Regions from separate parts of the Mus musculus genome. Here regions 2, 3, 4 and 5 are each linked to region 1. A link is a contact called in public HiChIP or PLAC-seq data. All regions are on one chromosome and are shown on one strand. The core of a region is the stretch at or near the end of the contact, and the rest is flanking DNA. Distances in the headings are between cores, read along the strand shown. Region 1 holds the start of Vdac1 (voltage-dependent anion channel 1). Region 2 has its middle 5.9 kb from the start of Gm39820. Region 3 overlaps Cdkl3 (cyclin-dependent kinase-like 3). Region 4 overlaps Cdkl3 (cyclin-dependent kinase-like 3). Region 5 has its middle 19 kb from the start of Gm39822.

Region 1 (5,377 bases), core at 1,982-4,481:
TGTGGGGATACTAGCGGAGGACTGGTGCCCAAGCACCAAGTATACACAGCAGGGCCGCAGAACACCAGAATGGCCAGCACTGACAGTCACAGTTCTACTGCAGACCCAGGTGATCCCAAGGCCTGAGTGGAGACAGGAAGACCAGAAGTTGACCTCTGACCTCCACATGTGCTAGCCACCTCCAAACAATTAATTTTTTTAAAAACAGAAGCCAAAATCAATCAATCAATCAATCAATCAATCCACCACATTATAACAGAGGAACTAAGACACGAGAAAGCTATTTCACCTGAGCTAGACTCTGTGGCTCTTGTCAGATCAGAACTGAGAGCCCAGGCTGCCCTCTGGAGCTTTTTCTAGCTCAGCCCTAGGTAAAGTGCTCACATGCTGTGACTTAACTGCGGGATGGAGACCCACACCCAGGTCTAGCTAAGCATGCCTCTGCCATCCTTTCAGGTACCGAAGGAACCTGGGGAAAGCGCAAAGCTACAACGACAGTACAACCTTTCCGGAATCCTAGGGGCTCAGGTCCAGCATGAGGACCGCATGGCCCCAGACAGCCCCTGTCCAAAGCCTCATTCTAGAAACCAGAAATAAAGCGAATCAGCTGTGAGCTACTACAAGTGGGGACTGGCACCTTACTCGAGCTGTCATACCCCCACACCTGTCAGAAAGGGAAGAAGCTACAGGCCCCACAGCTTTGGCCAGAATCCCATCTACCCATATCACTCTCTAGCTTTAAGCCCAGAAACACCAGTTGGACAAGTTCCCCCAGGACTTGGGAAGTTGTAGAATGCTAAAGGAGCTGTTTCTCATCTCTCATGACTACTGCTGTAGGTGAGTATGTACGATTACAGCTCTTATGACATCTATGACTCGGCTAGGACAGGATAGCTTCTAGAAGTGAGTGAGCTGTCTAGGTCATCTAATGGCTGTTTTAAGATTCCACGATTGAATGTGCACCTACCATGCCTGGGTAGTTAAGAGTGGTATGAAAGAAAAAAAAATGGAGAGAGAGCTCAGGGGTTACAAGTGCTTACTGCTGTGGCTGGAGAGATGGCTCAATGGTTAAGAGCACTGACTGCTCTTCTGAAGGTCCTGAATTCAAATCCCAGCAACCACATGGTGGCTCATAGCCATCCATAATGAGATCTGACGCCCTCTTCTGGAGTGTCTGAAGACAGCTACAGTGTACTTACATAAAATAATAAATAAATCTTAAAAAAAAAAAAAAAAAAAAAAAGAGTGCTTACTGCTGACAGCCAGGGCTATACAGAGAAGCCCTGTCTCAAAAAAACAAAACAAAACAAAAACAAAACAAACAAAAAAGTGCTTACTGCTTTTGCAGAAGACCCAGGTTCGATTCCCAGACCCACATGAGGCATCTCACACCTGCATGTATGTACATAAACTCACATAGGCACAAGCATGCACACATTAAATAGACATTTTTTAAAAATGAATTTACCCCACAGACCTTTCTTAACCACCTAATGTGTGCCAAGTGGTCCCACCCAAGTCCCTGAAGACAAGCCTGAGTTTGGCCCTTCAGTTTTGTCAGTCCCGAGAAAAGCAGGCAGGCCCTCCGCAGTTATGCCTGGCTTGCTAGTAAACAAGCCGGAGTTAAGCCCCTCACCCATATCTCTGGTCAAGGAAAGAGAAGTTTTGGACAGCACACACCTGAGCTAAGCCCACACTCTTCCTGCATTCTGGGTCTGCAGTCAGATTTAGTGCTCCAGCCTGACAGCTGTCAATCTGCAAACTGACAGTGTCTCGTGAATTATTCTCCAATGACTCAATACCTGGTGCTGCACAAATGCTTGCTTCTGACATTAGTAATAATGGCATTAAAATAATACGCCTGTATATTCATGGAGTCCCTTCCTGTACACCATGTGGAATAAAAAATAAAATAAAATAAAAGTCTGTGGAGGATGAGTTCAACCCTCCCCAAAAGCTCCTAGGTCTCCTAGGCAAATGTCAAGGTTTCTAAGGTGTCCTTGTGCATGCCCCAAGGCTTCGTGTTAATCGGATCATTTTATTCTTTCCCCCAAACTCAGTGAAGTGTATATAATTGCTCCTATTTCGCAGATGAGAAGATTGAAGTTTTAAATCTTCCTACCAGTGTGACCTTGGACAAACCGTGTAGAGTTGCGGGCCTCCAATCTGATGTCAGGCCCTGAAAACAGTTTCCAGAATGCACAGTTGCATTTGGCGACACAGAACACGGACTCCGTCCCCGAGGCCAAGGAGGCCAAGCGTATGGCTCCCTATGGGGTCTCGCTCTCAGTCCAGGCCCAGGTCCCTGTTCCTGCGGCCTAAGTCCACTCAGGGCAGCCCGTTCCGCCCGGGAAGACACTGGCATGCGCGGGAGGGACCCGGCGCCACCTACTCCGGGCGTGGGCCGGCTAGGGCGTGTAGGGGCTGGGGGATCCAGGGCATGGCCGTGCCTGGAGTTCGTCCTCTCGGCGGAGGAAGCTGGGTCTGCACAGGCCCTTGGAGCTGGTGGGGAAGGGCTTGGGCCGTGGGAGGGTCTCTACCAGATCCACACCGACGGGATCTAGAGCCAGAGGGCGCCGCCGGGAAGGTCACCTAGACCCGCGGCCCGCCGGGCCTCCACGCGGCCGCCCTTGCCCTTCCGCTCCTCGCATGTTCGAACCGCCCCTGGCTTCCAAATGCAGGTGCTCTGAACGCTCGAGCTAGAATCTGGGAGATCCGCTCTGCGCCCGCCCTCCAGGCCTCCTCTACAAGCCCGCTGCCCCTCCAGGCCCGCAATGATCGTCCCTGGTTCACCCTTCCCGGGGCCAAGCGCTTAGGCCCAGCGCCCTCGCCCGAACCTCCCTCGATCGCCTCCCTGGAGACTTCCCAGGAGCGCGACCCGAGGCCCTGGGGACTCAGGCATAGCCCAGGCCCTCTCCGCTGCGCCTACCTCGGAGGCGGTGACGGCGGGAGCAGCGGCAGCTACGGCGGGGGTTGCGGCGAGGAGGCTGGGAGCGCAGCGAACGGGCCGAGGGCGGAGCGGCGCAGATCGCGGCGGCGCGGACACGCCCCAGCTCTGCGCGCCGGACCCCGAAGCTCCGCCCTCGGCTCCACCCCGGACAGCGCCCAGACCAGTCTCGGGGTCTTCTTCCCACTCGCGAGCCGCGCTCTCGCCCTCTGCGGCTCTGTGATCATGTGTGGCCGCGCGTAAAGGCCTGCGTGCACTCTGGCACGGGGCGATAGGGAGGCGTGGGTCTGACGTGCGTGAGGTGTGTGCGTGCGCGGGGACACGCGGGTCACTGTTGCAGCCTCCAGGCTGCTGGAAGCATTTGGGAAGAGGGGGAGGGGAGCTTCCGGCACACAGAGCGGTGGCCTAGGGACCTCAGCGGATAGTGTCGCCGGAGTCGCCGAGGCTGCAAGTCACTCGGAGGCCCAGTGGGGACACTGGGCTCTGGAAGTGGCGCTGTATAGGTCAGAGCGGCTACTGTCCCCTCTGCTCCAACCTTGATTTCCGGAGCCTGCGACACGCCCGCGTGCGTCAGCGAGTCAGTTGCAAATTAAACTCTCCCGAGAGCCGGCTCCGCACTGTAAAGTTGCGTGCAATCTTCCCTAGTGTCAAAGCCTCTTTCCGCCATTTCCCAAGCATTTAAGAAATTAAAAAAGACAAAGTGGGTTTGTGAGACTGCGGAGTCTCGCTACGTGAGGTCACGCGGGTTCTGGATGTCTGCTTTCCTGCAGTGTAGAGAGGGCGGACACTTTTTCCCAGCCTGGTCTCAGCACGTGGCCTCCTGCCCTGTTGAGCGTGCCACACCAAGACTAACCAAATCAGGTTTGGAGAGTTTGTGAAATCACATGTGAGTGAAGACTTCACACCCTTTGCCTTCTACTAACAGACGTCCGAGGAGAATTCAGGCATTTGGGGTCCAGTAGAGGAGACGCCAGGTGGTTGCTCACAACCTGCTGTAGCTGAACAAGACAGCTGGGCATCCGCAGCCACTCTAGATTGAAAATGCTGTTCCGTGGGCTAAAGGAAGGGAACCAAGAGAGAGAGAGGCCGAGGAGAGGGAATGTAAGGGGGCCTAAGCCCATATCTAGTTAAGACTATGAGGGAAAGCCCTTCGAAATAGAATGTGGGCAAACAGATAGCTCCGTGGTACAGGGCTTGCTTTGCATTAGAAAGAACCTGTTCCCAAGTCTGCAGCTCTATCTACCCGGCAACAAACACCCAGCCCATTCCCGGAGTTAAAGCCAGGCAGGGAAAGCTGCTGAGTCACAGGGGCGTACAGGGAGGCAGAGTCGGAAGGACAAGACCTGGGGACACAAGATTTGTCTCCAAGAATCTTAACACTTGACCCAGAGCCCTGATGCCCAGGGCTGTGTGTCGTGGGTGGGCAGAAAGTCTGGCTTCTCGGAACTTCGCCCTGAGAGTCTTTCTTGGTTTTTTTTTTTGTTTTGTTTTATTTTTTGGGTTTTTTTTTTGTTTTTGTTTTTTGTTTGTTTGTTTGTTTGTTTTTTCCCGAGACAGGGTTTCTCTGTATAGCCTTGGCTGTCCTGGAACTAACACTGTAGACCAGGCCGGCCTCGAACTCAGAAATCCGCCTGCCTCTGCCTCCCAAGTGCTGGGATTAAAGGCGGTGTGCGCCACCTCCGTTCAGCGCCCTGGGAGTCTTGGTTTTAATTTAAAATGAATGGAGATGCAGAGGACTGGTAAGGCACTTACCTAAAACTCAGCGAGTGGCTTGTGTCACTTTTGCTGGGGAGACAGACAGCTATTTGCGGTAGAGAAGGCACAGATGACAGATTAAAGAATTCCACCCAAAGTCTACGTCGGCAAACCAGGGAAAGTGTTTAATTTATTTACAAGGTAACTCAAGGTAACTAAAAAGATCACCCCAAAGGCCCCCAACTAACAAACCTGCATGCATCCCTGGACCAATGCATGACTTATCAGCAGCTCAAGAGTTCCCTCTCCAGCAACTGTTGACTAGAGGGACCTCGTGAGTCCGATAGCTGGACTTCCCAAGCCATGTATGTTTTGGGTTTTGTTTGTTTGTTTGTTTGTTTGTTTTTAACTTTCTAGTGCTGAGGACTGAACCTGACTTTTATGAATCTCTTTCCTTCCAGAAGGGAAGGTTTTAAATCCAAAGAATTAGCCACACAAGAAAGGCAAAGAAAATCAGCCAGAATAGGGAGGAGACCTGGGAGCCCCTGGGATTGAAATCCAAGTGCACCAGAAATGTTATTCATTGATCTTTCTTCCCAGTCACAGCCTGCAGGGAGGGGAAAAGCAAGTCACCTTTTTTTTTTTTTTTTTAAACTGGACTCTGCCCAGCCTCCCCTCTACGGAGTCTGCCAAAGCTGATTGGCCTGAGACAGAAAACCTGATCCAAGCCTGGCC
Region 2 (5,618 bases), core at 2,794-5,293, 490 kb after region 1:
TTCAAGGCCTAGGAAGCCAGGCCTGGTTCAAGATGTCCCTCTGTGTTAGCATTTTGTCTAAGCTCCGCCCCACAGTTACCTGGCAATAGCCAGGTATGCCTGACTCACTATAAAAAGGGCTGCTTGCCCCTCCTTGCCTTCTTGCTCTCCCTCTGACCTCTAGTCCTGCTCCCCCTCTCTCCCCACCCCTTTCCCCCCCTCTCCACATGCTCATGGCTGGCCTCTACTCCTCTCTCTCTCTCTCTCTCTCTCTCTCTCTCTCTCTGCCTTTCTCTGTCTCTACTAGCCTCTTAACTCTCCTCCCCTTGTCCTGAATAAACTCTATCCTATTCTATACTATACCATCCTGTGGCTGGTCCCTCAGGGGGAAGGGCTGCCTGAGCATGGGCCCTCAGGGGTACCCCGCTCCCCCACACCTGACTGCACCTCCACCAAAAATATTCCTTCGCTCCTCATCTTGTTATAAAACATAACACTCTGGGCATTGTGTGGTAAAGTAAACGGCCCTACATCACAGTGCTCCTTAGGAGAAGGGCATGAAGGATGATCCTGGAGAAAGAAGTCAACCCAGCTGTCTCAACCTGACCTCCTGCACGGGCTCATGCCTGGTACAGAGATGGCTCCTCCACCTGAGCAGCAGGTTCAAAGCCCTTTCTCTCCTAGGCACCGTGAAGTTTCCCACAAAGCCATTTATCTAAGGAGCATTTTGCTTGTGGCAGCTACATGGTTACTGTCTTGAAGCTTGTTAGGGGAGGAGTCCCAGCATCCCCTCGGGATTTCTAGGTGGCAGAGCAAGCCATGCCCAGGATGAGAGAAGGGGAAGAAGTGAGGAGCAGGGGCTCAGGCTAACCTCTAACATCCCACTTGGAAGTGAACTGGACAACAGGAGCCTTGGGACCCTAACCATTCCTGCAGACACTGGCTTCCATTAACTGGCTATTTTGGGCAACCCCAGACTAGACAGACTAGCGGTTCAGAGACCTGAAATAGTTCTGTATTACACATGGCTGGCTCACCCACCTAAATGAGTCTTTGGGCCCCTGGGGCATCTGGTGATGAGCACACCTCACTCTCTTCTGCCCCAAGGATGCAGGAGTAGCTAGGGCCTCCATCCACCCAGAGGTCAAACTCCATAGCACCACACAGGAGGGCTGAGGGTAAGTGGTCACATGGTGCCTGCAGCCAGGTCTGTCCTGTATGCTTCCCTTCCCAGTTGTCCTCCAGGTCCAGCTCAGAACTCCACCTCTCAGCAAGAAAAGGCGGAACAGTACTGGCTGGTTGAAGGCCCTGTGGGTGCTACAGAGTTACAGTTTGAGCCTCTCCCTGATTGCCATGAGTGCCAGCCTGGCATGGGGCCCCAGGAGCTGCAACTTCCCTAGTCCAAAGGCCACTAACAGCCAGAGGCTGGGCGTATGCCTAGGGCTATGTGCTAGCCAGGATGAGGAAAGAGGCCGGAGGGAGGGAGAGCCCTAAAGCTTCAGGCATACACGAGGAGGCCTGAGACCTCTTCAGCTGCCAGCCAGGGCTGCCTGGTTTCCCTCACCTCAAAGGCTGCTGATGTGGGTAAGCCCCACAGAAGAGCCCATTCCCAGCTCCAGCGACCGTTCTCCTTTAGGCCTAGGACCTGCTCCCAACAGCCTGACAGGCTCCTGAAGGGGAAATACCCAGCTATTCCCGGGGCCTAAGCCTTCTCGGGGTGACATTGACAGGCAGGTAAGGGACACGGTTGGGCCAAGGGTCTTTCAGCCGGCCTGTAATCCACCATAGTCCTGGTCTAGGTAGGGCCGAGGGGAACCTGTGGGTCTTTGAGTGGCTGGAGGAAGATGCTGGGAGGGACTTGGTGGGGTCCCGAAAACAAAAGCCCACCCAGCAGTCAGGAGTTGTGGCGTCCGGATAGCTTTGCTACTGTGTGCACCCTGTGGCGAAGACATCCAAGCCCAGGTGGGAAGTCTGGCAGAAAAGCGTTTAGGATCTGGGTGAGGGGCCAGATTCAAGGCTCTAAGGCCAGACTGGACATGGCACTCTATGAGACTGCAAGGAACAGTGTGAAGGACGCCCCACCTGAGCCCTGGGCAGTACATGAGGTGGGCCCTACACCAGAGGTGGCACCCACACAGTGATGTCAGTGTCTGAGGATTCCCTGAGAAGACAGGTTGCCAACTGTCTTAGGTATCGTTCTATTGCTGTGAAGGAAGAGACGCCATGATCACAGCAACTCTGATAAAGGAAATCATTTAATTGGTTCTGGCTTACAGTTCCTGAGGTTTAGTCCATTATTGTCATGGTAGGAAGCATGGCAGCCTGCAGGCAGACATAAATGGTGCTAGAGAAGGAGCTAAGAGTTCTACACCTGGATTGGCAGGCATCAGGAAGAGCAAGTGAGCCAACTAAGTCTGGCTTCTGAGACCTCACGGGCCCACCCCCTCCTGATAAACGTCCTTCAACAAAGCCACACCCACTCCAGCAAGGCCACACCTCCTAACAGCGCCACTTCCTATGGGCCTATGAGGCCATTCCTAGTTGCCAAGCCAGATATGATAATGAGTACCAGAAGGCTGAGGTCGGAGGATGGGCAGTATGAGGCCAGCCTGGGACACATCTGGCCCTGAGCTCTGTCCCTTCTGAGCCTTTGCTCACTGCTCTTGCTCAATTGTGTCCCACCCTACAAGAGGATGTACTGAAGTCCTAATCACTGGTACCTGCAAGGTGACCCTACGTGGAAGCCAATTTAATACAGTTAAATTAGATCATTAGAGTAGATGGGCCCCTATGTAGTATGACTGGCATCTTTATAAAAACAGGAAAATTGAAAGCTGAGTGTAGCGGTACAGTGCACCTGTTATGCCAGCACTCAGAAGTCTGAGGCAGGAGAATTGTAAGTTTAAAGGTAACCTGGGTTATACAGTATACATAGTAAGTTCAAGGCTAGCCTGGGTTACAAATGAAATACAGTTCACTGGGCGGGGGGTGGGGGGGGAAGAAGTTTTGGGGGAGGGGGAGGGGGAGGGGTAAGGAGGTGAAGAGAGAGAAAGGAGAGCATGAGGTGAGAGAAAGGGGAAGGAAGAGATGAGGAGGGGAGAAAGAAAGGCATGGAAAAATTGAGTATGAGGGAGGATGATTTGGGTAATACACAGAAGAAGAGGAGGGAGAAGAGGAGGAGGAGGAGGAAACAGCATGTGAAGACACAGAGACACATAAGCAGGCACAGAGGAGACAGCGTGTGGTGGTGAAGGCAGAAACCACAGAGATGTGGCCACAGGCCAGAGAATGCTTGAAGCAACCAGAAGCTGGAAGAGCCAGAAGCACCCTCCCCTGAGGAAGGCATTAGAAGGAAGAGGTCTTGTCAACACTGATTTCTGGCTTCCAGATTCCAGAGAATAAATTTCTGTGACTAACTCTTCCTTTTGTTGGTTCTTCATGGCATCTGCCTTATGAAGGTAACATACCCAAGCTGCCTCTGCCTCCCGCAGTGAACCCCTACCCTGCCCTTTGGCAGGTTCTCTTACTGACCATCCCCACCTGCCCCACACATCCTCCCCTATGCACCCCAACTCTGAGCCCCTCCTGCTCAGTAAGTCTGTAGACTTGGTGGGTATATTGGTCTCATTGAGACTGCAGGCCCTTGGAGGGCAGGCTCTGACCTGCAGTAAGATGTGTGAGTGATACTCAGCACACAGTAGGTGGATAAATACCCCCACAGTAGGTGGGTAGTGAGCCCTGTGAGTCCACTGTAAGCACCATCTACATGGGCAGAGCCTGCTCAAGCGTGGGTTAGGGACACAACAGTCTCTTCAGAGGGCTTCTGGCACCATCTACACAAGCCATCCTCAGCTCTTCCACTCCCGGGTTCCCTCCTGGACCTGTGTGACTCTGAGGAACTTGGGGAATTCCTAACCTCCCCTTTCAACTGAGCCCTTGGCTCTTGGAGTTAGCCACAACCTAACTACTCAGGTCCCTCCAACAAGGGGACTGTGTCTGTGGCTGGATGACTCATGCACACTGCTCCATCCCGCAATCTTGGGCGGGACTTGGGCTGGGGAGGATGCCAGCCAGCTCAGGCTAGGAGCTTGCATCCTGTTGCCCCAACCCAGCCCTACCAGAACAGAGTGTACTCAGAGCTCCAGGACAAAAATCTGGAAACAGAGAGCCGGCTCTCATTTGGACCGAGATCTGAGTGATGAAAAGAGCAGGCAGAGGAAACAGCAAGTTCAAAGTTCCTGAGGTGGGAATGCGCTTGACACAACGGAGACCTGAGAAGAACACAGCAAAGGCCGTGTTACATCTGTCTGTGACTCCAGCCCCCAAGGATCTGGTCAGGACAGACATAGGAGGACTCACCTGGATAATCCAGAGCCATGGCCCATCACAAGCTCCTTCTTTTTTTTTTTTTTTCTTTTTTTTTTTCTTTTTTTTTTTTTTTGCCCCAAGACAGGGTTTCTCTGTGTAGCCCTGGCTGTCTTGGAACTCACTCTGTAGACCAAACTGGCCTGTGAACTCACAGAGATCCTCCTGCCTCTGCCTCCCGAGTACAAGGGTTAAAAGCCTGAGCCACTACCACTGCCCAGCCTAACTAAGCTCCTTAACTTTTTAAGAGTTATTTTTCTTTCTTATGTATGTGTATATGGGGGAGGGGATGCACAAGGGCATGGGGGGGGGGGGGTCCCTGCAGAAGTCAGAAGAGGGTGCCAGATCCCTGGGAGCTGGAATTAAAGTCAGTCATGAAACATCCAAGATGGACACTGGGAACTGAACTTGGGTCCTCTGCGAGAGGAGTAATGGTCTTAACTGCTGAGCCATCTCTAGGCCCAATGTCTGGTTTTGTTTTGTTTTGTTTTGTTTTGTTTTGTTTTGTTTTGTATTTGGGGGTTTTTGTTTGTCTGTTTGGTTGGTTTGTTTGGTTTTTCTTGAGACAGGGTTTCTCTGTATAGCCCTGGCTGTCCTGGAACTCACTCTATAGACTAGGCTGGCCTCGAACTCAGAAATCCTCCTGCCTCTGCCTCCCAAGTGCTGAGATTAAAGGCCCGTGCCACCACTGCCCGACGCCAATGTCTGTATTTTATTCATCTCTGCAGAATCTCTTTTGTCTCCTAACGGAACATCATCCCAGATTCTGGGAAGTACACTGAAGACAATGGGGTGGGTGTTGTTTCTCTCCTATGCCCTTTACATCCTCCCTACCTATTCAGATGTAACCATGATCTACCAGCTCATCACAGGCCACAGCTTAAACCTCCCTCCCCTTTGTCACATCTCCACCATCAACCACACCCTTCCATCTTTCTCTTCATCTGACACATATCTTCCAACCCTTCAGTCATCTAATAAGCAGACTTTAAAAGGTCAGTTGAGGGGCTGGAGAGACAGCTCCGTGGTTAAGAGCCCTAGCTGCTCTTGCAGAGACCCTGTTTTCCGTTCCCGGGAGCCATGTGGTGGCTCACACCCATTCATAACTCCAGTTCAAGGGATCCAATGTCATCTCCAGATCTCCTTAAGCACCAGGGACTCCTGTGGTTCACACAGAATCACAACCCTTGTGCATGTCAAATAAAAATTAAATCTTTTTAAAAGTGCCTTTACCTCTTGGACCTCAGGGTCCCTTGACACACTGTCATTGTCAG
Region 3 (5,410 bases), core at 2,827-5,326, 300 kb after region 1:
TGGCTGTCCTGGAACTTACTATGTAGACCAGGCTGGCCTCGAACTCAGAAATCTGCCTGCCTCTGCCTCCCAAGTGCTGGGATTAAAGGTGTGGGCCACCACTGCCCAGCTCTTTTTTTATTTCTTTTCGGTTTTTCTGAGACAAGGTCTCACTAAGTATCCTTGCCTGCCCTGTAACTATGTAGATCAGTCCAGCCTCAACTGGCTGCTTCTGCCTCCTGAGTGATGGGATTAAAGGCATGCACCACTAAGCCTGCCTTTCTATTTTTTTTCAAGGTTATTCCATGTTTTAGCGAGCGTCAGTACTTAACTCCTTCAAATGTTATCATCATTATGGGTGCATGCATGCACCCATGTATGATGTGGAGGGGTGCTGCATGTAGCACAGTATGTGTCTGGGGACCTGAAGATAGCTGTAAAGTTGATTCTTTCCCTCTGGGGCTGACACTCGGGTCCCAGGCTTGCACTGCATCGTTACCTGCTGAGCTGCCTTGCCAGCCACCCTTTTCCTTTCTATGAACAGATATTACTCTGCCCCATGGACATGACACAGTTCTGCTCACGTTTCTTTGTCGATGATTGCTTTCACTTCTATTGGACATACACAGGAGCAGAACTTTTGTGCAACCAGTTGAGGATTGACCAGACTTTTTTTTTTTTTTTCCAAAACACTCCCATTACTCTCTGCCCCAACTTCAGTGTGTAGGAAGATTCTAATTTCTCCAGGGTCTAACTGGTGTTTGTTATTACATGGTCTTCTGTCTATCCTAGGGATAGTAAAATTGCATCTAATTTGAAGTTTGATGTACAATTCTCTGAGAACTAAATACTTTCGAGCTTATTAAAGATACTAGCCACCTGTACATCTTCCTCAGAGAACTCTCTACTCAAATCCTGCCTTAATTAGTATGGCCTTCCACGAGCAAATGTCATCACAGAATCCCTCAGCAGACATTTATTTTCTGGTAACTCTAGAGGCTGCAAATGCAAGTTCACAGTGCCAGCCTGGGCAGGAGCTGCTGACAGCACTCCTGGCTCGCAGGTGTTCACTGTTCACTGCAAACAGCCCTGGCTCCGAGCCTGCTCAGCTGGTTTTTATTGTTAATCTACACCCTGAGTCTCTAGCATCTCTTCTTCCAAGGACACTGACCCTATCAGATCAAGGTCTATCCTTACGACTTCAGGTAGGCTTAATTACTTTAGCAAAAACCCGTCTTCAAAACTAGTACACATGTAGGGTTAGGGTTTCAACAAGTAAGACTGACAAAGATGGGCATGGTGGGTTACAATTCAGCCCATGCAAATTCCTTTGCTCACTTTAAGAATTGAGTAAATTCTCTGAGTTTGCTTTTTGAGCTGTGATAAACACTATGACAGAACACACCTTGAGAAAGAAAGGATCTATTTCAGCTAATACTTCTTGACAACAGCCCATCATTAGGGAAGTCAGTGCAGGAACCCAAGGGCAGGAGCCTGGAGCAGGAACTGTGGAGGAAGGCAGCTTACTGGCTTGTTCACATTCAGCTTTCTTAGCCCAAGTCCAATGGCCTAAGAATGGTGCCACCCATAACCGGTCAGTTAGGCCCCACATCAATCAACAGTCAAGACAGCTTCTCACAAATGTAGCCACAGGCCAATCTGATCTAGGGAATCCCTCCTGAAAATAAAAACCAGCTAACACAGTGATCATACTGAGTTATAGACTTCTTCACACGGGTCCCTTCCTATCCTCAAGGGACTATTGTCTGCCTCCCTCCCCGGCATGAGACAATTCTAGAGACAGTACAGCTCTCACTTGCCATTGTGCCATTCACAACTTACCCACAGCCCATCCTCCATGCACATTTTCTCCAACCCCATACACTCAGAGCACTTCCCATTGCTCTAACCACAGCGGCATCAGTCAGGAGACAATGCAGGAGAGCCCCTTCACCCCAAGACCTCCACCATGACTCATGCCAGCCCATTCTAGCCAACTAATAACACACTTCGGTATTCCCAACACTCAGGAGGCTGACACTGGAGGAACATGAGTTCAAGGTCAATGTGGGCTGTGTACTGAGTTCCCAACCAGCACAACAATAGCAATATCTAAACAAAACCAAACTCCCACCTTACAACTTCTTACCTTGTCTCTCCTGTTCTTTCCCAAGATGCCACAGTAAACAGTCTGGCCTGGTTTCCCTCCATGTACCAGCCTCTCCCCCCACCCCCACCCCCCATAAGCCCTGGTGCTTCACCACATGCCTCCTTGTGGATGGCACGTCCCTTTCACCTATCCAAGTATCACTGAGGGCCAATACTGCTCATCTTCTGAGATCAGGCACATTCAGAGTGACATGGTCATTGGTGAGTATCTATATATCTTGTGACTTAATGCTCTAATTCCTAGCAATTTAAATATCTCCAGATAGAGGACTTATAGTTTTCCTCACATTTAAAAATATCTCAGCTATTATTTCTTCTCCCCCTTCTCTTCCTTCTGGAGTACAAGAGCATGTTCCCTTAATATTGTCTCAACTTCACTTTTCCCCGTTTTGTTATTTTTTGTTTGTTTAATTTCATTTTGATCCTTATCATCTAATTTGAGTATTTTCTACTTGTCTTAAGGAGATGTATCATTTCTTTTGGCTTTAGAAAGCTCCATTTGGATTGTGGGGTATTCGGGGGGATGTCAGACCAGGGTATCATGCATGCAAGACAAGCATAGTCTTTGATTCTTTGGTTTTGTAAATTCCTCCCCTCAGCATAGTTTGTCAGCTTGACAGCACAAAAAGCCATATGGCAAGAAGGGGACTTGCCACAGAAGACATCTGTCCAAGGAACTGCAGTAAGAGTGAGAAAGGAGCCAGAGGCAGCTGGAAGGCCGGCTGCAATGCAGATCAGACCTGTGTGAAAGGGGAAAGACTCCAGTAGCATCCTGTGTTCTCCGGAGGAGGAGAACCTTCTGGTTCCTGAGGAGCCAGTCAGGGATGAATGCAGGAAGTGTGGCCTCAATGCAAACTCAGTATTGCACTGCAGGGTGCAACAGTGAGGCTATCAGGAAACAACTTCTCCCCAAGTCTAAGAGGTACGTTTTGGAGGCCCCCAAATATCCACCAAAATACATTTACTCCAAATTTGGAGAGAGGGTCATTTCCATGGTTCCCATTACTTTTTCTTCCTGGGGAGAATTCAGGAAACAGACAGCTGATCTCAGGCCAGCAGCTCAGACCCCAGCTGTCTCATGGTCCACTGAACTAACAACTGGGTCTTTACAAGCTCTCAGGGCAAATATGATGGTGCAGAAACCTCTGTTTCCAAGTCTCCTGACCCTCTTGGCAAGAGTATCTTCCCAGTTGGAGGCTGCCTTGTATGTCCATTCAGTTAACGGAACTGTGAAGTAACAGCAAGAGACACTGACATGGCTACTTTTTGTTCACACATACACCACTCTGTCCTCTTCATGTCACAGGAATGAAGTGGAATCATAAGGGTTCTAAGGAGGGTCAATTGTGCTGGCTGGTGTTTCGCTGGGGCAAGCACATGAAGGAGTGTTTTCCTAAGTGGCCTAAGACAGACTCGTGAAGGAACATTTCACTGAAGCAGACACAGGTGAAAAGGATCTTCTGCTAAAGCAAGCACGTGAAAGGACATGTGATGGGTTCTTTGCTAAGGACAAACATGTATTGGTCGGCCTTACACTGGAGTTGAGCTGCATTTCTTGGGATCCCATAGAAAGAAATGCACCAAAAAAACTTCTTGGTGTGCCATTATCTAATTTTTTTTCTTGTCGATTTCAAGGACTTGGGCTGATTGGCAGAGTGATGTCAGCTGAGACACACACATGTACTGAAGCAAGCAAGGCGAGTGCTGAGGCAAGACCCATGGAGGACACATGACGTTTGGAGGAAGTATAAATAGAACTTGATAGTGACAGAGGCTGAGCTAGGCTTGCTTATAGAGCAAGCTGTGAAATGCTGTAGGTCTCGAGTCTTTGCTGATCTCTGCTTCACTGAGAGAGACACAGCTGAGTACAACTCTTGGCATTCTGGGTCCCTCATGCTGCTGATTCGTGCTGAGGCTGAGGCTGAGGCCTGGCTGTCTCTGCTGGGTAGAGCCACCACTGCTGATTCATATTCGCTATCCTGACTCTACCGAACTGGACTGCTGATGTATCCCTGAAGTGTTTGTGAGTGGATCGAGCTGCTGCTGCTGACCTGTAGGAGCTGTTCCAAAGAACCTTTCTAAACAGGTCCACTTCCCCCATATCCTTTCTTTCCCACCACCTCTGGTGGGTGGTGGGCTAAAAGGGAGGTTAAAGCACTTAAGAACCATCATTAAAAGTAGACTTTGGGGCTGGTGAGATGGCTCAGGGGGTAAGAGCACCCGACTGCTCTTCCAAAGGTCCGAAGTTCAAATCCCAGCAACCACATGGTGGCTCACAACCACCTGTAACAGAGATCTGATGCCCTCTTCTGGTGCGTCTGAAGACAGCTACAGTGTACTTACATATAATAAATAAATAAATCTTTTTTTTTAAAAAGTAGACTTTGAAAAAATTAAAAGGTACACCGTAGTCCTGCCCAGTTCTGCTGACTACAGCAGCCTGTTCTTATTCTGTCAGAATGGTGACTTTCTTCCTGTCTGCTAGTCTCTGGACACAAGAAATGCCTTGGCAGTTATAACTTTTAACTGGGAATCTTGCTAGGACTTGACAGGAGCATGCCCTTTTTTTTTTTTTTTTTTTTTTTTTGAGATGAGGAATTCCATGTCTCCAAAGCTCAAGATTATAGGAATGGGAACACAACACACTCTAAGTGGTGTGTGAGCCCCTATGTTAGGAGCGATGGTCACTGGAACTACTTCTGGTCCCATGCCTGACTCCCACACTCAAGTATCTTGCCTGTTGGATAAGTACTCTAAAAGATCTCTGACTTAGTATACAGCCCACAGAATAGCCCATCATTCTTTGCATTTCCTCTGATGTACAAAGGCTGGTCCAGCATCTCACAAGGCTGGATGCCTTAGGATGGGACTCTGTGTGACAGTACCAGAAGAGCCCATGATCAGGAGCCACTCCCCATATCCCCATCTCCTTCACTGTGAAGAGGTTCAGTGTTGTAAGGTGTATGATTCCATGTCTAAGGATTAATTATAACCCCCAGGCAAGAATTCACGTGCAGTAGACACGGCTATACACAGGCTCTATATTATCACTGTGAGTATGAAATCTGAGTTCTCCCAGGACAGAGGAGGCTCACATGAAGGACTTGGTTGTTGTTCTCTGGGAAAGCATCAGTCTCTGTTGCCATGGTTTTCAGAGCTTACACTACTGTTCAGCGGGGCTTCCTTGTGGGCATGCTGGATGGGTACTGTCTTCTGTAGCCTCATGTGGAGCACAGTTCTCTGTTTGGGCATTTTTCCTAGC
Region 4 (5,635 bases), core at 2,421-4,920, 330 kb after region 1:
ATAAATTTTATTTTTAAGTATTTGCTTAATTTTATTTCAGTATCTTTATTATTTATTTGTTTACTGGTATGGGGCCAGTCCTCTCCTTCTACAATGTAAATCCCATGATCAAACTCAGGCCATCAAGGCATCAAGTGCCTTTACCTGCTAAGCCATCTCACTAGCCCTTAAGATATAATAAAGTTATGATAAATTCTACATTTAGAAAAAAAATCTATGAAATCCCTGCATGCCCAAATCATCTATAACACTTCCGGGAACTGAGCAGAAAAGCGCTTTCCCCACATTATGTATGGAACGTTATGTAAGTTTGTCTTCCTCAAATTCTGCTCCAACATCTCAACATTAAGCTAACAGAACATTTACCATTTCTGGTTGTCTTTACCTTTCTTTACAATTATCATTATTAAGTCTGACCCTTGTTGGGCACAGTAGACCTTTAGTCCCAGCACTCACTCTGAAGGAGGAAGCAGGCAGATATCTGAGAGTTCAGGCCAGCCTGGTTTATATAGTGAGCTCCAGGACAGCCGGAAACACACAGACCCTGCCTAAACAAAACAAAACAAAACAAGTCTGACTCTTTATTTCGCCTACTTTTTCAAAGCAACTGGTTACTTCTACAAAGATCTCCCGGTAAGTGTCCTCACAAACAGCCCCACCCCTTAGCGAGCATCTACATACCTTCCATCCCTTTCATCTCCTTCGCCTGCACTGTGAATGGCAGTTCAGGGAAATGGAATTCTTTCCTGTCGCATTTGGGAAAATTCAGCTTTCTTTTGTTCCCACTCGATATTTGGTCATTCTGACCTGTTCGCTCATTAAATGCACCTTTCTCTGTTTGGACCTAGACAAACAAGTACCAGTTAGTAAGAAGAACTGTGGGTGACACACAAATCAGCAGACCAGAGCAATACTAACACTGAAGCAGCCAGACTCCCAGGGACATTTTCCAAGTGAGGTTTTTAGTCCATTTACTGTTCTTGATTTAGAAAACCACAATCTTGACTTTGTTGTTGTTGTTGTTAAAGATAGGGTTTCTCTACGTAACCACCCTGATTGTTCCTAGAACTCACTTCTGTGGGCCAAGCTGACCTCAACCTAACAGAGAGAGGTCTTCCTGCCTCTGCCTCCTGCATGCTGGGATTAAATGTGTGCAGCACCCCTACCCGGATGTTTCAACTTTATGCTATTATAAATAATGCTGTGCCTTGAATGTTATAAACTGATTGTACTATGTAAAGAAATGATGGGCGAAAAAGAGAAAGATATGGCTAGTACTTCCAGAGTAAGGAAACTCCATCTATTAACTACCTAGAAACTCTATCTAAATCCAGGAAAATATTTTTGAAAGAGAAAAGCACGTCTTGTGATTTGTAAAGATGGAAGCCATACCTTAGTAAACAATTTAAGATAAAGAATAAGATGGTACAGATACAGCTCAGTGGTTAAGAGCAGTTATTGCTCTTGCAAAGGACCAGGGTTCAATTCTCAGCACCCACATGGTGGCTCACAGCCATGCACAACTCTTAGTTCCAGGGGAACCAATGCCCTCTTCTGGTCTACATGAGCACCAGTAGGTAATCACATATAAAATAAAATACATCTAAAAGAAAAATGCTCGCTTGGTCCCTGCAAAATCTTGGACTAGTTCCAACACAGGTAAGAAAGAAGGGAAAAATGGGAGAAAGGATAGGAGGGAGAGAATGTTTTTCAAAGATTTATTTTGCATACATTGGTGTTTTGCCTGCATGTATGTCTGTGTGAGATCCAGATCCTCTAGAACTGGGGTTACAGACAGCTGTGAGCTGCCATGTGGGTGCTGGGAACTGAACTCAGGTCCTCTGCAAGAGCTGCCCATGCTCTTAACTGCTGAGCCATCTCTCCAGCCCTGAAAGGGATTTTTTTTTTAATGTGAGAACTTACAGAAAAAAAGATAGATGTTTAAAGAGGCCATATTTTATTAACGTATTCATTGCATGTTTGTGTGTTCATGCTCTGACATGTGTACATGTGTGTGAGGGTGTACATGCACAAGCTTATGGAATCCAGAGGTTACAGTGGATGTCTTTCTGGATAGCTCTGACCTTATTTTTGAAGACAAGGTTTCTCAATCTACCGGGAGCTCATTGATTTGGCTGGATTGGACCCTCCTCTCTGACTCCTCAGCATTGGGCTCACAGGCATGGACTACAGGACCCTCCTCTCTGACTCCCCAGCGTTGGGCTCACAGGCATGGCCTACAGGACCCTCCTCTCTGACTCCCCAGTGTTGGGCTCACAGGCATGGCCTACAGGACCCTCCTCTCTGACTCCCCAGTGTTGGGCTCACAGGCATGGCCTACAGGACCCTCCTCTCTGACTCCCCAGTGTTGGGCTCACAGGCATGGACTACAGGACCCTCCTCTCTGACTCCCCAGTGTTGGGCTCACAGGCATGGACTACAGGACCCTCCTCTCTGACTCCCCAGCGTTGGGCTCACAGGCATGGACTACAGGACCCTCCTCTCTGACTCCCCAGCGTTGGGCTCACAGGCATGGACTACAGGACCCTCCTCTCTGACTCCCCAGCGTTGGGCTCACAGGCATGGCCTACAGGACCCTCCTCTCTGACTCATCAGCATTGGACTCACAGGCATGGCCTACAGGACCCTCCTCTCTGACTCCCCAGTGTTGGGCTCACAGGCATGGCCTACAGGACCCTCCTCTCTGACTCCCCAGCGTTGGGCTCACAGGCATGGCCTACAGGACCCTCCTCTCTGACTCCCCAGTGTTGGGCTCACAGGCATGGCCTACAGGACCCTCCTCTCTGACTCCTCAGCATTGGGCTCACAGGCATGGACTACAGGACCCTCCTCTCTGACTCCCCAGTGTTGGGCTCACAGGCATGGCCTACAGGACCCTCCTCTCTGACTCCCCAGTGTTGGGCTCACAGGCATGGACTACAGGACCCTCCTCTCTGACTCCCCAGTGTTGGGCTCACAGGCATGGCCTACAGGACCCTCCTCTCTGACTCCCCAGTGTTGGGCTCACAGGCATGGACTACAGGACCCTCCTCTCTGACTCCCCAGTGTTGGGCTCACAGGCATGGACTACAGGACCCTCCTCTCTGACTCCTCAGCATTGGGCTCACAGGCATGGACTGCCGTGCCCAGGTTTTCACAAGGTGTTGTGGATCCAGATTCCAAGCCTTGTGCTTGCTCGCCTAGCACTTTACACACCGAGACATTTCCCCAGCCCAAAGTTCGTATTTTAATACTAGTATCTTGTCTTACTTGTGTGGGACCTGTGTCCTCTTGTCTGCTATTAGACAAAGTCTGTCCAATAGTTTGTGAAGAAGTGCGTCTCTTTTTTGTTCTTTCAGTTAACCTATTAATTAAAAATAAATGAGAAGTGATTAGAACCTCCCAGAATTGTCCTTCTGTTAGTGTTAAGAACAAGTAAGTAAGTTATATACAGTGGGCCAGGCTATAAACACCAAGAACATTGGCACTCAAGTGGCTGGCTGAGGATATTTATTTATTTATTTAGAGACAGGGTTTCTCTGTGTAGCCCTAGCTGTCCTGAAGCTCACTTTGTAGACCAGGCTAGCCTCGATACTATTAGAACACTGAGTCTCAGAAAACACTTTTGAGTCTGAAGTTCTGAGAACTCTAGACCAGGACAAGCATTGCGTGACTAACTGCTGGTGAAGACGTCAGGAAATGACTCTTGGGGCCCATTTGTTCCCTGTACCTATTCTAAACTCGGACCATTTAACTTCTGGAGTTCTGCATTTTTAGACTTGTCTGAGACTGGCTTACAACCATGGTTTACTGGCAGTGCATCTCAGAGATCACCTCAAGAACACTTAGGTTACTGCAACCTGTGGTCCAATGTGCCTTTGGACTTACAGACAAGTCCACTGGCTGATCCAGACAGACTGCTCATCCTCACAGCCCATAGCCTAAGTCAGTCTGCCGGCCTCTGGTTGGGCCATTGGTACCTTCTAGTGTAAGTCTGCAAAAAGACCTGATGTCTACACTGTCTCTCACCAGTCCCCAACCCCAGCAACCTCACTATCAGTCTCTCAATCTGCAGCAGAGGCTCTAAACCTACAACTGGCCTGACACTGCTTTCCTACCAACAGCCTGACAACTGAAAGGCTATTTGCTATGAAGGCCTTATTCTGGACTATTCTTTCTCCATTGAGAGAATCTGCTATGAGGCAGAAATAAAGCTATCTTTGCAGTACTGAGTGCTATGGTTAGATATAGTTTGCCCTCCAATGGTCCGAATACTGGAATTTTGTTCCCAGTGTGCTGTGGTGAGAGGGGTGGAGCCTGCAAGTGGTGAGGACTCTCAAAAAGGAGGTGACTAAATCTCAAGATGGATTGATGATCTTTTCCTTAGGAGGCATTCTTGCACTTGAGGGATGCTCCATAAAAGAGGGTCTTGGGGCGGGAGAGATGGCTCAGATGGTTAAGAGCACTGACTGCTCTTCTGAAGGTCCTGAGTGCAAATCCCAGCAACCACATGGTGGCTTACAACCACCCATAATGAGAGTGTCTGAAGGCAGCTACAGTGTACTTACATATACATAATAAATAAATCTTAAAAAAAAAGAATATAATTTCTCTAGGCCGGGCGTGGTGACCCATGCCTTTAATCCCAGCACTTGGGAGGCAGAGGCAGGCGGATTTCTAAGTTCGAGGCCAGCCTGGTCTACAGAGTGAGTTCCAGGACAGCCAGGGCTACACAGAGAAACCCTGTCTCGAAAAACCAAAAAAAAAAAAAAAAAAAAAAAAAAAGAGTGTCTTTATAAAGGACCCTGGCACCTTCCCTGAAATCTTTCTCCTGTACTGGCACACACGTTATTCCTACATGTGGTCAGTTTCTTGCCTCCTCCTTTGCTATGATGTAAAACAGCCAAGGAGCCCTTGCCAGAGCAGTGGCATCACGCTGCTGGATGCTCCAGTCACTATAACCATGAGCCAGACAACGCTATGAAGCAGCCTATGTCCATACAGTATCAGTTATTGGCATAGCAATACTAAGTAGACTAACACACCAAGGCACATGGATGCCAAAAACTTAAGTGAAACCATCCCTTTTCTCTTCAAATAGAAGATATTTTTCTTTAAAAAAGATATTCCAGGCTCAGCCATTGAGAGTACTGTCCATGCACAGGACCTGGGTTCAGTTCCTAGCACCCATATTGGGTGGCTCACGATAGCCTGTAAGTGCAGCTCCAGGGGATGCCCCATGGCCTTCATAGACACTGAATGAATGTGGTGGTGCTCATACGAATACTTAGGGACACATACAGACATTTTTTTTTTTTTTTTGGTTTTTCGAGACAGGGTTTCTCTGTATAGCCCTGGCTGTCCTGGAACTCACTTTGTAGGCCAGGCTGGCCTCAAACTCAGAAATCCGCCTGCCTCTGCCTCCTGAGTACTGGGATTAAAGGCGTGCGCCACCATGCCCGGCAAAATAATTATTTTTAAGTCTATCCCAAAGATATCAGTGAGCAATTAAATATCTAAGTTGGTCATGATGGCATACATCTGCAATCCCATCTCTGAGGAGGCTGAGGCTGGGAGACCACTATCTGAGGCCAGTTTGGGTTACAAAGCAAGTTCTAGGATAGTCTGGACTCTG
Region 5 (5,558 bases), core at 1,376-3,875, 440 kb after region 1:
TGCATAGAACAGGCCTACAGAGACACCCATTGGAAAGCCCCAGGGCCATGCCTGGCACAAGGAAGTTGGATTTAGCATCATCTGTCTTTAGGACACAGGTTTCCTGAGCCATTCCCAGTACAGGAAACCCATCCCATGGACTCCCTGCTCAAATTCCCTGCTCTCTTCTCTCCTCTTCCTGGTCTTGGGGACTGACTTCTTCCAGAATCAACTGAGAAGAAGACAGTTTGCCTACAAAGCTGGGCCAGCTGGAGGGCACCCACCCTCATATGCTTGGTCAGAAGAGTCACTCAGTGCTACAACCATCAGCCTTTCCTGGAAGGATGTCTGGTATTGGAATTCTCTCATTTTGCAGAGGCCCTGGGAGATTAAAGTGATTTTTGCCTAAGGTCATGATTTTCTGAGAGGTCCTTTTATCTTAGACAGGGCCAGGTCAAACCGTCTCCACCACAGAGTAGGGTCCCATCTCACCATTTCCTTTTCCCTCCCCTCCTCAGAGTTTCCCATGACTCAGAGCCTCTCAGATCTGCAAATACGGGTCACTGAGACCAAGGGACACACTGAGGCAGGGATGCATGGCAGAGATGAGGAGTGGCTCTCTTTCCGCCTATCCTGTGGGTCTCTAGACATTAAGATCACAGGGCTTAGCAGAAAGGGGTCAAAGGGGATGGAAGTGGGAGAGTCTGGGAAAGTTTCCATCTCTGCAGCTGTCAGAACCAGCCTTCACTTTCAAGCAGACACTGCTTGGCTGATAGCACAGGGGGCTGGGCCTGAGAGGGCATCTCCTCTCTGCCCTCTGAGTCACTTCTTCCCTGGGACACTGTTCATCCCATTGGTGCCTTTTGTGTGGTTTGTTGTTTGTTTTGTTTTAAAACAGGGTCTTACTGTGTAGCTTCAGTTGGCCTGGAGTTCTCTATGTAGACCAGGCTGGCCTTGAACTCACAAAGATCTGCCTGCCTCAGCCTCCAAGTGCTAGAATTAAAGGTGTGTGCCACCATGCCCTGCTACTCCACTGGATTTTGCTTTTTGAACATTTGGAAATTAGTCTCTCTCTCTCTCTCTCTCTGTCTCTCTCTGTGTCTCTGTGTGTGTGTGTGTGTGTGTGTCTTTCTCTGTGTCTCTCTCTCTTGTCTCTCTGTGTGTCTTTCTCTTTCTCTGTCTCTTTCTCTGACCCTCTCTCTCTCCCCCCTCACTATGTAGACCAGGCTAGCCTAATACTCACCTGCTTCTACCTACAGAGCGCTGGGATGAAAGGTCTAGACTAACACTACCTTTCTGTGGCACTGCCCTAGTCTTGACCCCGCCCCTGTAAGAGCTAAGGGTCTGGGCCTATTGCTGAACAAGAAGATCTTAGGTCTCAAAGATTAATCTGTAAACATAGAGAAGGCTATGAGGAAACTCAAGAATGGGGCACTTCTGACACCAAGGCAGGCTGTCAGCAAATGGACTAGAGAAAGCACTCCTGCAGCTTTGATTTTTTTTTTTAGAGAGAGAGAGAGAGAGAGAGAGAGAGAGAGAGAGAGAGAGAAAGAGAGAGAGAGGGAGTTTCTCAATGTTGCTCTGATTATCCTGGGACTTGCCCTGTAGACCAGACTGGCCTAAAACTCAGAGATCAACCTGCCTCTGCTTCCCGAAAGCTGGAATAAAAGGCGAGCGCCACCACCCTGGTCAAAAATAACACATTTTTAAACAGAGTTAGCCCCTAGGCCCCGGGCATCTCCAGGTTCCTGTTTTAGGAAGATAACATTGGGGGTCACCCCCTATCACCTAGCATAGTGTCACTTGGGACAAAGATGTTTTGCTTCGAAACTACAGTCCAGCCACTCAGTAGTTTGGACTCTCTGTGCCTCAGTTTCCTTATCTCTAAAGGAAGGTAAGTTATCACAGAGAGTTCTCCGCAAGTACCAGCCTTTTGTCAGTAACTTCACACAGAAGGAAGAAAACCCTTGGGAATTGCTGTTCGTTTGAGAAGCTGGGCGTGGTGGGCTGGCCTTCCCGGAGCAGAGGGGGCGGGGCGTCCAGACAACCTCCCATCCCCACCCCCACCCCCCCAACCCGGTGCTCTCCGACGCAGAGCTTCCTTGCTGCTGGCGGGAGCTGAGTCACCATGTAGGCTCGCCTGGTATCCTCGTCACTGGACTTCGTAGACCTGAAAGTCCCGAATCTACCCTCCAGGCTAATCCACTTTGCTCTAGGTGCCTCCAGGAATTCTGGAAATGCTCCGAGGGGCCCACGGGTTTGGGGTGTGGAGGAAGCAGAAAGCCTCATTCTCCTCTGTCTAGAGAGAATTCCAGGAAGCCCTTGGGAATCTCCCTGGCACCGCTGGGCACCGAGCCTATCTCTGCACCTCTTATCTCAGCTTCCCTCGGGGGCAAGCTCTGTCTCTACCGAACCCCCTTGAAATGCACCTGCCTCAGAGTTGGAAGTGCTGCTCCAGGCTTAGAGAAGGACGCCAGAAGAAAGGATGCTAGGAACAGATGAATATCAGAGCCTTCATGGGGAGGCCGGCGGCTAGGGCTCCCACTGGCCCCGCCTGTCCTCTCCCAGCCCCCAGGACTCCAGGGGAAGTGGTGGATGGGGGAGGGGAACCAGGCTGACAGATTCTGTAAACAGAGCCGGTTTGGGCCTCAGCCAAGGACTGGGTGTCCTGGCCCAGCCTGGGTGTGAGGCCCATCCGTGGCTCTCCAGGACACCCCGCCCTGCCCAGCTGCCCGGGGGTGCCAGGCCCACAGCCAGCTCCAGCCAGGATGTGTCTGAGTTTTGGGAAATAGCCAGTTCCCTTCTGGGGAATGGGATTGAGCACCGCGGGAGGTGAGATGGGAGGGGCTTCTCCATAAGAAACGTCATTCATCTGTCATTTACAGAGTAAAAAGTTCAGGGATCCAGGCAGCTTAGGTTCTTCGTTTTTCCCAGACGCCAGTGCTGGGTTGTCGCCACACCCCCGTCCCCACCTTCAGTCTCCTGTTTCTTTCCTCTGTTCGAGGTAGAGTCCTAGCTAGAGAAGCTGACCAATGGGTCACCAGTTCTGAGAGAGCTCTTCAAGAAGCGGTCCCACTCCCTGTAGGTTCTTGCCAAATGTGGTCTGCGGTGCCCATGACCTCAGAGAGGCAACTCAGATGGGAGAGGAAGCCCTGGAGAGGGATGTTGGGGGAAAGGAAAGCTTTTGGGGTGACTCAAGCTACAGTGTGAGAAGGGGGGAGTCCCTGGTGGTTATTTAAAGATCTCAGTACCCCCAGCAGGTGGAGGCCGCAGTGGGCAGGACAACTTATATCCTCAAATGAGGACAGGAGTGTCTGTCCACCACCCACCCACGCCCACCCTACCCTCAGGGGGAGGAGAAGGGAGGGTGACCAAAGTCTCCAGGGGTAACCCCAGGACTTTACAGTGAGGATGACTGCTAGGGGATTCTACAGATAAATGATCTATAGCTGGGGATGTACCTCAGTTGTTAGGACACTTAAGGCAGGAGAACCTGGGTTCAATTCCAGCAGTGCATAAAATGGGCACAGTGACTCAAGCCAGCAATCTCAACATCTGGGAGGCAGAGGCTCAGGGTCAGAAGTTCAAACCTATTACTGAGCTATATCCTACTATGTGGGGAGTTTGAGGCCAGCACTAGCTATTGATTCTGTCTCAAAAACAAAACTAGTCAGAGAATGATATGGGAGGCAGGGGCAAATAAATCTCTGTGAGTTCAAGGACAGCCTGGACTACATAGAGGGTTTCAGTCCAGCCAGGGAAACCCAGTGAGAGTATCTTAAAATAAATAAATGAATAAAATTAAAACAAAACTAATGACCCACACCAACAGGCCATTTACTACTGACTTTCTCAGAGTCTTTAACCTCTTTGTCCTCTAGGAGAGAATTGAATGTAGAAGACCCTTTTTCGAGTTTGTTTTTGTTACCTTAAGACAACCTGCACTTTTGTGGGAAAAGGGATTCTCAATTGAGGAATAGCCTCCATCAGAATGGCCTATGGACATGCCTGTGGAGCATTTTCATGATTACTAATTAATGTGGAAGGGCCCAGCCCACTGTGGGCGGTGTCATCCCTATGCAGGTGGGCCTATGTTTTATATAAGAAAAGTAGCTGAGCGAGCCAGGTGGGAAGCAACTACTAAGCAGCAGACCTCGATGATCTCTGCTTCTGTTGCTTTCTCCAAGTTCCTATCTTGGTTTTCTTTGATGGTGGACTGTAAAATGTAAGATGAAATAATCTCTTTGCTGGACAAGTTGTTTTGGGTTGATATTTTGTCACAGCCTCAGAAAAGCACAAAATAGCCTCCTCTCTCCATCCCACCCCCAATCCCCAATCCCTTAGAACTTGTTTGAGTCCCGATTTGTAAACGTGCCTTACTTGCTGGCTCTGGCCCAGATGGAATGAGTGAGTCTATACTCACAGGCACTGAGAAAGCCAGACTCAACGGCTACCTCCTCCAAGGTGTGTCAGCCTGGGCAAAGCCGGGACAAAGAATAGAATGCTAAGAATGAGACTGGTAGGTGATAGGATGGCTGTGATTCCAGCACATGGGAAGCAGAGGCAGGAGGATCAGGAGTCGAAGGGCAGCTTTGGCTACCTAGTGAATTTGAGGTCAACGTGGGCTACACGAGACCCTTAAACAAACAAACAAACAAACAAAGAGTTTGACAGACTTGGAAAAGTTCTAGGTCCTACACCCCCATCAGTTTCCTTCTCAGCTCCAGTCACCAATTCAGCATCCAAGGCTCTCAGTTTTCTGCATGTTGCAGAACCAGTGGTCTTGGTAGATACATACTAATCTGAGGTTGTAGACTATGGCAGGGGGTGTGGCTTGAGGCTGTATATAGAGTTGATTCTTCTACCAAGACATAGCCTAAGCTAGGCCCGGCAAGGCTTCACATGTAAATCCATGAAAAGCATGGGCCAAGGCTGACCTCTGATGTCAAGCTCTCTTCACTTCAGTAAGGCAGCTGGGGGTACATTGCCCAGGGGTTCCTTGATGAGATAGGGTGACACCACTAGGACCTGTGCCTCTGCTTGGGGGGCGGCAGAGGGTGTCTAGACAAGCTGCAGAGAAAAGAGAGTGAAGACTTAAGTTACCCCTGAAGCATCTCTTGGGGCTTCTGGTAGTGCCCAGAGCACCAGGGAAGGGGCTGTAGAATGGAAACTTTAGCAGGTAGTAAGTGTGTGTATATGGGAAGGCGGTCTTGGTCAGTCTTCATTCTCAACATGACTGGATTTGGAATACCCTTGGGTAGATCTTTGAGGCAATTTCTAGGAGGGTTTAACTGATGAGAAAAGGTCAACTGGGATGTTTGGAATAAGAATGGTGCCCATAAGCCCACGTATGTGAGTGCTTGACCCCCACCCACTGCAGTTGGTGGAAATGTTTGGGAAGGATTAGGAGGTGTGGCCTTGTTGGAGGAGGTATGTCACTGGGAGTGGGCTTTGAGGTTTCAAAAGCCTCCATCATTCCCAGTAGGCCTCTCGCTCTCTCTGACTCATGCTTGTGGATCTGATGTAAGCCCTCAGCTACTGCTCCAGCACCATGCCTACATGTCTGCTGCCATGCTCTC

Evidence for each region. HiChIP or PLAC-seq counts read pairs in DNA pulled down with a chosen protein or histone mark.
Region 2: a FOXA1 HiChIP or PLAC-seq map of pancreatic cancer cells shows a contact between it and region 1. The contact joins the enhancer-like site here to the promoter of Vdac1 in region 1. A contact is called at or near these places in 1 of 484 Hi-C or Micro-C datasets (Sertoli cells) and 10 of 115 datasets of contacts at active chromatin or transcription factors (T-cell acute lymphoblastic leukemia, acute myeloid leukemia, bone marrow-derived macrophages and 6 more).
Region 3: an H3K4me3 HiChIP or PLAC-seq map of bone marrow-derived macrophages shows a contact between it and region 1, with 5 times the contacts expected there. The contact joins the enhancer-like site here to the promoter of Vdac1 in region 1. A contact is called at or near these places in 1 of 39 promoter capture datasets (the C10 cell line), 1 of 15 datasets of contacts at CTCF or cohesin (the NIH/3T3 cell line), 4 of 484 Hi-C or Micro-C datasets (CD4 T cells, double positive thymocytes, erythroid progenitors and 1 more), 9 of 115 datasets of contacts at active chromatin or transcription factors (the SCID.adh cell line, acute myeloid leukemia, bone marrow-derived macrophages and 6 more) and 1 of 9 other capture datasets (liver).
Region 4: a contact with region 1 is called in an H3K4me3 HiChIP or PLAC-seq map of bone marrow-derived macrophages, with 2.6 times the contacts expected there. The contact joins the enhancer-like site here to the promoter of Vdac1 in region 1. A contact is called at or near these places in 1 of 39 promoter capture datasets (hippocampal neurons), 5 of 115 datasets of contacts at active chromatin or transcription factors (the 230-238 cell line, the SCID.adh cell line, bone marrow-derived macrophages and 1 more) and 2 of 9 other capture datasets (liver and pancreatic islet).
Region 5: a contact with region 1 is called in an H3K27ac HiChIP or PLAC-seq map of extraembryonic endoderm stem cells. The contact joins the enhancer-like site here to the promoter of Vdac1 in region 1. A contact is called at or near these places in 6 of 115 datasets of contacts at active chromatin or transcription factors (double positive thymocytes, extraembryonic endoderm stem cells, memory CD8 T cells and 3 more).

Annotation. Positions count from the first base shown.
Region 1 is chr11:52,358,705-52,364,081 of GRCm38.p6, reverse strand. It overlaps Vdac1 (voltage-dependent anion channel 1), which reads right to left and starts at 3,231. Exons shown (of 9, transcript NM_011694.6): 1 at 2,930-3,231.
Region 2 is chr11:51,872,871-51,878,488 of GRCm38.p6, reverse strand. No RefSeq gene overlaps it. Among named protein-coding and RNA genes, the nearest start is that of Gm39820, 5.9 kb to the right of the region's middle. Within about 2 kb of position 4,043, at least 205 of the 459 cell types and tissues checked have an H3K27ac peak or open chromatin away from gene starts, as enhancers often do. A contact at or near this core is called in T-cell acute lymphoblastic leukemia, acute myeloid leukemia, bone marrow-derived macrophages and 2 more, where this site is marked.
Region 3 is chr11:52,054,862-52,060,271 of GRCm38.p6, reverse strand. The region is part of intron 13 of Cdkl3 (cyclin-dependent kinase-like 3); the gene reads right to left. Among named protein-coding and RNA genes, the nearest start is that of Ppp2ca, 41 kb to the left of the region's middle. Within about 2 kb of position 4,076, at least 10 of the 459 cell types and tissues checked have an H3K27ac peak or open chromatin away from gene starts, as enhancers often do. A contact at or near this core is called in acute myeloid leukemia and bone marrow-derived macrophages, where this site is marked.
Region 4 is chr11:52,027,571-52,033,205 of GRCm38.p6, reverse strand. It overlaps Cdkl3 (cyclin-dependent kinase-like 3), which reads right to left. Exons shown (of 14, transcript NM_001166654.1): 10 at 3,271-3,364; 11 at 682-844. Among named protein-coding and RNA genes, the nearest start is that of Cdkl3, 26 kb to the right of the region's middle. Within about 2 kb of position 3,670, at least 7 of the 459 cell types and tissues checked have an H3K27ac peak or open chromatin away from gene starts, as enhancers often do. A contact at or near this core is called in bone marrow-derived macrophages, where this site is marked.
Region 5 is chr11:51,913,293-51,918,850 of GRCm38.p6, reverse strand. No RefSeq gene overlaps it. Among named protein-coding and RNA genes, the nearest start is that of Gm39822, 19 kb to the right of the region's middle. Within about 2 kb of position 2,625, at least 316 of the 459 cell types and tissues checked have an H3K27ac peak or open chromatin away from gene starts, as enhancers often do. A contact at or near this core is called in extraembryonic endoderm stem cells, memory CD8 T cells, pancreatic cancer cells and 2 more, where this site is marked.